Linked DNA regions of Danio rerio: region 2 is linked to region 1. A link is a contact called in public HiChIP or PLAC-seq data. All regions are on one chromosome and are shown on one strand. The core of a region is the stretch at or near the end of the contact, and the rest is flanking DNA. Distances in the headings are between cores, read along the strand shown. Region 1 holds the start of dync1i2a (dynein, cytoplasmic 1, intermediate chain 2a). Region 2 holds the start of dlx1a (distal-less homeobox 1a).

Region 1 (4,805 bases), core at 311-2,810:
TCGCACATTCATTCATTTAACTGTCTTAATATTGTTTACCATGCTAAATTGAATATTAGGTCAGAATTAGCATGCAAGTATGACTTCTAAACAAAATTAACACTATCTAAGTCACTGTGAACAATGTTGTACTTTGATAGTCATTGGCTGCTAATATGATTTCCCCTTTTTAGAATTTGCAAAGCATACTTTTCTGAAATTAAATTAAGGAGAATGTCTAAATATCCAAATCTAAAACTATCTTTACCTCTATCATTTTTATTAGCCTCCTGTGTGTAGGTTCAGTACTACTTTTCAAAGCGAAATTACTCAACAAAAACAAAGGAGGCTGAGAATAGGAGGAGGCTGAGAAAGGCTCATTTTTTATGAAAATTTCAGACGGCACTTAGAGGTTTTTGCATCTGTACTCTTCACTTATTTTGGCATTGTACATAGTCAACTTGCAAAGGTGCAAAAAATGTATTAATGTTTGTAATGTATTAATTTATTTGTAACCAATTTTCAGTGTTCAAAACCTCTTTCATCATTATGGGAAAAAATCACTTTTTGGCTTTACAGTCTATCCTAATCAATTTATTTAATTAGATTACTTATATTGTTAACAAAATTTTACATTCATAAAATGTAAACTTACTATTAAGAAACCAAGTTTTAAGATATTAGTGGGTGAAATATGCTTGTATATTACCAGTATCAGAGACTGCAATTTTAGACATAGAGGTAAAGTTGGTTTTATATTCACACATTCGTTTATTTAGCAGTCTATATATATTGTTTACCATGTTACTTTGAATATTCGATCGGAATTACCATGCAAGTATGACTTGAAAACAACATTAACACTGTTTATTTGACTGTGAACAATGTTGTACTTTGATACTCATGTGCGGCTAATATGATTTCCCTATTTAGAATTTGCAATGAATACTTTTCTGAAATGATATTATTAAGGGGAATGTCTGAATATCCGAATATAAAACCAACTTTACCTCTATATTTTAGACCCAATTTACAAAACATCGTGGTAAACAATGCAGAGACCCTGTCACTGTTCAAAAATGAATGAATGTGCGAATATAAAACCAATTTGATCTCAATTACATTAGTTATAAAATCAGTAAACACTTCACTAGCTCTGGGAGCAAATAAATATTGACTAAATCATCTTAAAGCGGATTTTCCTGCTGTCAGTAACTGTTAATCTGCTAGAGATTAACTTCTGTCCTTTCACTACATAAACAAACAGAATCATAAGCACATCACTTCATTCATATCATATTACATCATGTTAACGTTATATACAAAATATTATATTCGCAGTCGATTTTAAATGCGTGACTGTCATATGACTGACTCCCAACAGCACTCCTGGTAAATAGCTACTGCTGGACTACACCCAACGCATAAAAGTGACAACCCGGCGGATAAAAAGTTGACTAGAGTCATAGACACATTATTGAAACGTTTTCTCTTATTTAAAAGCATGTTATAAGCAGACCTGAGATTGTTTGTTGCCTGCAGAAAGCGCTGCTTTTGTTGCCCTGCTCAGTTTCCGGGTGCGCGGATGCGGAGGCGCGACTCTGACGGGTGCCGGGAGGATCAAAAAAGCGAATGTTTAAAACGCGATTGCTGTGAAATACTACAGAATAGGAAAGTACCATATACAAAAACAAAAATGAGCTAAAGGAAAAGTAAATATTTTGTTATTTAAAATAGGTCTAGATATGAAACATAGTAACATAACATAAAAAAATAGTAAAGCAAAACGCTTTATATATACAAATTAATACTGCATATTGTGAGACTTTTCAGGATACAAACATTTCAGTGCACTATTAGAGTTTTCAGATCATGACCGCACTTTAAATAGCTGATACCCTGATGAGTGCACTGACTGAACAGGGGTGCTGATTGAGAAGTAATCTTGTCTGCTTGCTTAGCCTAATTGTTGCCCCCTGTGTATATAGCCCTTGTGTGTCAGTCAGTTGTTAAATGTTTGTTCCACTATGTTGGTGGATCTTCCTGTTGTTTCCTCTTTTATGGATTTATTAATAAACGCTCCTTAAATGCATGTGGATTACGCCTCTGCTTTACCAACATGCAACGTACAACCCAGGATGTCTTTTTTTTTTGTTGGGGGGGTGGGGTTAGGTAGTTAGGTAGTTAGTTAGTTAGTTAGTTAGTTAGTTAGTTAGTTAGTTAGTTAGTTGTATATCTATTTATGTACACAGGACGGAGAAGAGACTGCATGAGCTTCATCAATAAACACACAGGAACACCATCACATACAGTTAAATTCAGAATTATTAGCGCCCCTGTTTATTTTTCCCTGTTTTCTGTTAAATGGAGAGAAAACCTTTTCAGCACATTTCTAATCAATATAGTTTTAATAACTCATTTCTAATAACTGATTTATTTAATCTTTGCTATGATGACTAAATAATATTTGACTAGATATTCTTCAAGACACGTCTATACAGCCTAAAGTGACATTTAAAGGCTTAACTAGGTTAATTAGGGTAATTAGGCAGGTTAGGGTAATTAGGCAAGTTATTGTATAATGATGGTTTGTTCTGTAGACTATTGGAAAAAAAGTTGTCTTAAAGGGGCTAATAATTTTGACCTTAAAATGCTGTTTGAAAATTAAAAACTGCTTTTATTCTAACGGAAATAAGACAAATAAGACTTTTTCCAGAAGAAAACAATATTATTAGACACACTGTGAAACTGTTGTTGTAAAATAGGAATCATTTTTTATTATTTTTGTCTCTTTTTCTTTTAATCAAACAATTATTTGTATTGATCATGTAAGGGTCATATATTAACTGAATTTCTAATGTTGTGTGTGAATGCTGTGCATACTAATTAGCATTTTTGCTGAAGTAGATAGATGCTGGTCCAAAATTAAATTCAGCTTTGCAGAAACTTCCTGTCTGAAGAGAGGTGTTAAAACTGAACACAGAACACAGAAAGATGTATGCTTTGTTGTTGTGCAGAGCATTCGTAGAAAAAGAGGAAGTATGTCGAAGGTGCGGCCAATGGAGGACTGAACAATGACTGACAAGTGACGTTACACCAAAACTCCACCTGTTAAGATCGGTTGTGTATATATGCTGGAGTCAGGAAATGTATGTTAGTTGCAAACCTCTTGAATGTAATTCTTGTATTGCATTGGGGTAACGTAACCCAGAGCTCTGTCATCGAATTATTCATTTGTATCTAATAAATTGTTACGATTTTTGACATTGAAGAAAAACCTCTCCTGACCTTTTCTCTTGAACACACATGGAATTGGCTAGATATTCCAACAAAACTTTCCTTGCTCTGTTAAACATCATTTGGGAAATATGAAAAAATGAAAAGGGGGGCTAATAATTAGGAGACAGAACTAAAGCCTTGTGGCAATCAGAGAAAATAACAATAATACACCAGAGTAAACTAACCCAAACACACAGAAAGAGAACCATTAGGTCAACAGCACTACCACCGGGCTGCTCAGTCCTGTTCCTGGAGATGTAGCTTTCTGCAGAGTTCAGCTGCAACCTTGACCTTGAGAAACACACCTGTCTTTAATTACCAAGTGCTCCTTCAGATCTTACTTGGATGGTTTATTTGTGTTTGATTTAGATTGGAGCTAAAATCTCCAGGAACATGGTTGAGCACCACCAGAGATGACAAAAGTACACAAATCTTTTACTCAACTAGACGTACAGATACTCATGTTTAAAACGACTCTGGTAAAAGTACTGACTACACTTTTCTACTTAAGTAAAAGTAAAGAAGTTCTGCCTCAAAAATGTACTTAAGTAAAAAGTACCTATTACTACTGCACCTTTTTAGTTTTACTAAGTAGGTAAATATCTCCCACATTTGATTTTTTAGAACTAAAAGTACAAATCTTTGCCAAAAAAGTGATTTTTTTTCACAGTAATAGATTGAAAGATCAGAGAAATCCCATGCAGTATTATCAAGTGAATGCTTCACTTCTGATCTGCCAAACTGACCCCTTTATCTGATCCCCCTGCGCTATTTGTCTCCTAGGTCTTGTTTGTGTAATTCCAGTTTGTTATATTTGATTTACTGTATGTTTGTTTATCTTTTTTTCCGCATTCTTTGTAAAGTGTCCTTGAGCTCTGGAAAGGCGCTATATAAATAAAACATATTATTATTTATTATAAGTGGACAAAAGACTGTTTACCTTCAGCATTTTTATGGCTTATTTTTGAACTGGAACGTGTCTCTCGTTTACCTGTAATCTGGTCTAGCAAAATGTGTCTTATTACAGAGTAAACAGGGCAGCATCAGTCATGTTAAACTCACCGTCTCCCTCTGTAGTCATCCTTGCCTTTCTCATAGTAATCGTTTTAAACTAGCCTACGTATGGCGCGTGATAGCCTTGGTTGAAAAAGCCAGTGCACTGTCGGCAGCCAGTGCACTGTAGCACGCAGGCACGAAAAATAGCAACTCAGGCTCATTCTGAAACATAGTCTCATGGACAATTCTGGAGACCGCAAAATACATCCTGGGAGGTACTTATTTTTGCAGTTTTTGTTTTCGTGAATCCACGAGAGGCCGCTGTGTGCACTTTTTCGTATCTCAAATGTCTCTCGCGAGTGCCGTTCGCGCCTGCGCTGTTCTCGCGTGAACCCACTAGAGGCCGCTGTCGTCCGGCTAAATGACTGAATGATTGACTGGGCAACAAGCCAAACCGACTGACCCACCCTCCTCTTTCCTAAACCCAACCAGTTTCACGGATTGACCCGGCCACCCACTTACTTCCCTAAACCCTAAACAACTTACAAAAG
Region 2 (5,586 bases), core at 2,663-5,162, 220 kb before region 1:
GCTGCACCCCCCAGCAACTTTTCCAATCGTGACAACTCTCGATGTACTCAATCAGCAGATGTATTGTAAAACTAATTCCAAGTATTTCTAATATATTAATTTGGCTCCTTCCTGTAAATTTTAGGATGATGTAGAATCATATTTTTTAGCACCATAAATAACTAAGATTCATTAAAAAAAATATATTTTTGCTGCTTGTTTAAACTACTTATTTAAAATCAGCTGAATCAACACTATACTTGAGGTTTTTTTGGGACAACTTAATTGCTTTAATGTCAATCTACTTGAATTTGTAAAATCAATTAAGTTAACTTAATAAATGAATTGTGTGAAACACAACATTTTGTTTTCAGTGTCTTTCATTTGATAAAACAACTAAAATCAAATAATAATAATAATAATGAAGATGATGATGGTAATATCAATAATAATACATATAATAATGATGATAATAAACAAGCAAGATATAGCCTATATCAAGTGAACAGATTACAATGTAAAGACCCAGCAAGCAACAAAAGCTTATCTGGAAATTACAAGAAATGTCCTTTGTATTGTTACTTGCCGGCATCTATCTGCATCAGAATTTTTCTTAAAATGCGCAGTTAAACCATCAGCCCCCAAACAAAAGGCTCTTTTGAACATGTCATTCTTTACCTATCTGCATTTCCTCCCCCCCCTTACAGCCCCAGTCTTTCTTCATCTGCCCCTCCATGAGCGGCACCTGCCCGATTATTCACTTAACACACGGCCATCAAAAGCAACCACACAAGAGCAGAAAAGAGCTTATAGCGGCTAAACGAAAGTGAAAAGAAACAAGTGCCCTTATTGTCGGAGGAATTACTGTGTTAGGGTTGGTGTTACAGAAACCACCGCAAGATTAATCGCTGGCTCGGATTGCAGTGCAAAACTGGACGTGTCATTTAGAAGCAGACAGAAATTAGTTATTGTTTATAAGGCTGTTGTTATTGTTGTTGTTATCTAAATGCGTTTGGTCATGATTGAAATGTGAGAAACACGGCTAAATATTGTTTATAGGTCTGTTAATTTGACTTTCAATACACAGCATAGGTTTAATTTGTTATTAATTGTTGGTATTTTGTTCGGTTACCTGAATTTGGTTCATTTTTCAAAGCAATAAAAGTTGCGATGACATTTTGTAACTTCTTTTATAAGCAGATTTTTACTGTTCGTGTTTACACATTATACAAGACTCCATGAAACAAAAACAATAAATTAATATGACCGGTAGGCTATAAAACTATGATTTCTTTTCAATGTAAAACGGAAAAAAACACATGAATTTTAATTAAACACAACCATGTTTAGATCCTTTTGCACAAATTATTCAGCACACAACGAAAACGACTATTTCTGTACATTTAAGAGCTGTCAACACTTCCCATCCAGCGCTGATGATAGACGCGGTTATCTCCTCTTTGTGTGATCCAATAAAGTAAAACACTCGGGTTTACAAACTAGGTTCAAATCCGAGGGAAGTGTTTCTGTTTTATAGTGCAGCCTCACATCATAATTTAAAGAACATTTATTTTTTTTTAAATAAAACATACAAACATATAATCAAAACAAAAACATAATCTAAATAAGTTATATTTAAATAAACACAAAAAAACGCCGTACATACAAAATAATCTTGTTTAAAGATGTCTTTCTTCCCTTTAAAATGGGGAAAATCAGGAGACTTGCTCACGGTGTGATTTATCCCAGTCTTTACACGCTGAATAAGCCTGAAGCGACTGTATTTTAGCCACTTCTTGGAAAGAAATGCGCAGTTTGGTGTAATGTTCAACCCGGTAACTCCAAATTTCATATGGAAAACAACAAATTTGAAGAAAACGAAATACATTAGTGACTAGTCTCATGATTTTTTTTTTTTTTTTACACAACAACAAAAAGAGTCACGGAAAGGGCAGAGTAGCAGCTTTGATTTGACCCACTTTCCCGCCATTCCCTTCAATTCAAAAAAGAGACGTGTTTCTTCTCCGGTGCGACCGGACGACCCTGGTTCAGTCCCCGCTGGACAGTGTGTGTCAGCAGGTGTCTTTTTGTGTGAAAAAGAGAGAGAGAGTGTCTCCGGATCACATCTGGTCTGGGCTGCGAAGGGCCAGGGTGTGTAAGGCCGCAGAGTGACTGCCTGTGTCGGGTCCCCTGAACTGGGCCATTGGTGGACAGAGGGGCGGGGTTGTTTCAGCAGTCCTGGTTCACATGAGCTGTGGCTGCTGCATAGTGTCCTGGTGTGCTGTGGGATACCATGAGGTGTAACTGGGAATATAAGAGGTCGGTGTGGACGTTTTGACGGTGGCTGTTGTGTTCCAGACGGGCGCCACGGATGGAGATCCGGTGGACAGTCCGCGCCCGTTAGCCAAAGCGTTCGTGTCTATTGTTCCTCCACCCTGCTTCATCAGTTTCTTAAACTTGGAGCGTTTGTTCTGAAACCAGATCTTCACCTGGAAAAGGAAAAACGAGTTCAGAGAATGAGAGACGATATCTGATTCACGTTGAATAAAGCATCGTTCACTTACTTCTGCGTTCTCTCAGACAAATGGGTAACAATTCACAATAGTCAGTGTTAGTATGTACTAAACAAACAATAAATAATACATTAAATACAGTGTTTATTCAAGTTTATAACTGGCAATAAAGTTGTTCGTTGTTGGTTTCTTGTTATGATGTATTAACTAATATTAACAAGCATGAGTTTGTCATTTTAATAATGCATTAGTAAGTGTTGAACTATGGATAATAAATTTAGTACATGTAGTTCATTATTAGTTCATGTTAGTAAATACGTTACTCTCAATGAAACCTTATAGTAAAGTGTGACCAACAAATAATACCCTTGACAGCAGGCCTTTATAGAGAGAAAAAGTGCACTAGCCTACACTTCAAAAAGAGAATGCCAATATAAAAATACCCAATATTTCTTAAATTGTAAAAGCGACATGTATGTAGCCTCTATTGCTTCCCTGAAAACGAGTAAAAGCTGAGCACATGCCTGTGTTTGCGTGAGCCCCAGTGATGCGGCGAGCTCGGCTCTCTCTGGCAGAGCCAGATACTGGGTTTGCTGGAACCGCCTGTTCAGAGCCTGCAGCTGGAGACTGGAGTATATGGTCCGGGGCTTGCGGATCTTTTTGCCTTTCCCGTTGAAACGAACCTCTCCTCCTTCCACCACGGTGTTTTTCTCTGACTCCGGTGCTGGGAGGGAGAAAGAAAAGGAGAAACTGTCTCACAGACTGCTCATGCAGTGCGGCTCACATCACTGTGCACAAGTTTTACAGGCGGCACTTTAGGTATAATTAGCCTTAATTGCATACATTGTTTATAGCATTACGCAATAAATAATTACCAAGCCTAATAACAGCACATCTGGGCTACTCCAGTCCAACATTCTCGTAGTGCGTCGACAAAAGCAGCGACCAGCAAAAAGACCAAAGCATTTCTTACCTGGGTCCTCCAATCGGGTCTGCGCCAAAGCCGAGTTGTTTGGGTAGGTCTGCACGGTGCTGAGGTACGGGCTGGAGGAATGGCTACCGACCGAGTTGACGTATGGATAAGGCAGAGATCTAGGGAAGGACGGAGCCGGGCTGTATGCGCTGTCGTGTTGCGGGTGTCCGGAGGAGTGTAAACAGTGCATTGAGTAATGTCCGTGGGTCATAGATGAAGGCGACATTTGCTGACTTGGTGGCCCAAATTCCATGAACACGCTCTTTCCTGAGACTGGGCTGTTTAGACTCTCTGGTATTGTAGACATGGTCATGTCTCTCGCTCTCGCTCTCTCTCTCTCTCCCTGCTTTTTTGTTTTCTTCTATGATCTGAGTGAAGGATGGATCCCAATTTAAGCTCAACTGATTTTTTCACTTTCCATTCATAAGAAAATGTAGTTTGTCTCTGTGAAAAGTCTAGGTACGATGCTGTGGATCCACACAAACTCGCTCAAAGGTTTGAATCAGGGAATCATGAATATGTATCCAAGGTGCTCTCTGATTGGTCCACTCCCTCCAAGAGCGATGCGGATTGGTAATCCGAGGGTCGGGTCCGACGGACCTGATAAACTCAAGAAATAAGACCAACCTGTGACTCTATTGTGCAATGCTAATGTAGAAATTTAGGGAATGGACCGAGACGCATAGGCCGTACTTGGGAGGCTCAAACACATTTCCGCTGAAACCACCAAATTTGTCTCAACAGTGTAAAATATATAAATTTTTTATAATTACATTCGTTTTTTTATATCAGTGCCATCAGTGTAAGGCCTGTATCAATTAACAAATTATCAGAAAAGTAACAGTAAAATTAAATTATATAACCAAGGGGAAATGGTAATTCTTATGCAATATATGTGTAATTATAAGTAAATTATATTATTATTATTACTATTACTATTATATTAATTATAAATACATCTCTTAAAATAAACAAATCAGAATAAAAAACAAAAGTAAAGGCTGTTATATAAAAAGCAAACCTTTCGTAATAGTGAACGAAGATAGCATGCTCCTAATTTTCTGCTGGTCACGGCTCCGTGAACAAAGCATTTAACACCTAACAAATATGATTAAGTACAGGTATAAATGTGTGTCTCCAAGCAAAGATGAATTACTTTGATGATTCATTTGGTTAAAATGCTAGTCTCGAGTGCTTGAAGACACAGCTGAAACCAACTAAATTAGCATAACACTGTTGTTTAATTTTCATACGCATAATTAGCTGTGTATTTAACACTTGCAGTGTTGAGCAGATTCACATCACTCGCGCGCGGGTTAAATTACTGCGCTTGAGGATCAGAGAAACAGGCCGGTGTTGATAACAAACTCCGATTATTTGGTTTATTCCTTTCAGGTTTGAGTTTTGTTGACGTTGCAATGTTTGGTTTGTATCGAAAGGTTTTTTTTTTTTGTAAAAAAAAAAAAAAGTTGGCAGATTTGTGTTTGAATAATTGGATCTGTTAAAATTACATTTAACACGGATAAACAATAGCAAATGTATAAATAGCTATTTATTTCCCTCACGTTTACTACCTATAGAAATTAAAATGTATACCTCATTTTCCTTCTTAAAGCTACAATATCACAAAACCACACAATTCTACACTGCAGAAAATGATATGATCAATTAGTTCTGACAGCAAATGTTTTTAGGTCATTAATATTAGTAAGTTAATCATAAGTAAATCATAATCAAACTAAGTTATGCAACCTGTTTTTAAGTCAGTTAGTAATATTAGTAGTAATATTATATAAGTTCAATGGACTCATAAGGTTAATTAGATTCAGTTTAAATTCAGTTTTGAATAAACTCGTAATAATGTCTACTTTATAATAGTTAAACAAATTAATTAAAACGGAATAAAATAAAAACATAGCCAGCACATGTTTAGGGCTGTCAATAACAACCTTAAGCAAGAAAGAAAAATGTAAATGCAATAGTTTCACCCTTATTTATTTATTTTTTTATTAAATACAGCTGACAATTACATGGATTTTTTGTCTGCCATTAATTTTTAACGAACATGGGCCTTATCTTCTTTAAGATTACATTATTTAAATAAGCAAAGCTAATAAGTAA

Evidence for each region. HiChIP or PLAC-seq counts read pairs in DNA pulled down with a chosen protein or histone mark.
Region 2: a contact with region 1 is called in an H3K4me3 HiChIP or PLAC-seq map of embryo, with 4 times the contacts expected there. The contact joins the promoter of dlx1a here to the promoter of dync1i2a in region 1. A contact is called at or near these places in 5 of 18 Hi-C or Micro-C datasets (caudal fin, embryo, hematopoietic stem cells and 1 more) and 2 of 4 datasets of contacts at active chromatin or transcription factors (caudal fin and embryo).

What each region holds. Positions count from the first base shown.
Region 1 is chr9:3,182,827-3,187,631 of GRCz12tu, reverse strand. dync1i2a (dynein, cytoplasmic 1, intermediate chain 2a) reads right to left here and starts at 1,560. Exons shown (of 15, transcript NM_001076667.1): 1 at 1,499-1,560.
Region 2 is chr9:3,401,241-3,406,826 of GRCz12tu, reverse strand. dlx1a (distal-less homeobox 1a) reads right to left here and starts at 3,912. Exons shown (of 3, transcript NM_131305.1): 1 at 3,466-3,912; 2 at 3,017-3,216; 3 at 1,905-2,468. The coding sequence starts at 3,778. The coding sequence ends at 2,223. It overlaps LOC141376047 (a long non-coding RNA gene), which reads right to left. Exons shown (of 8, transcript XR_012385125.1): 8 at 4,474-4,563. All of the region lies in intron 1 of LOC137496440 (a long non-coding RNA gene), which reads left to right.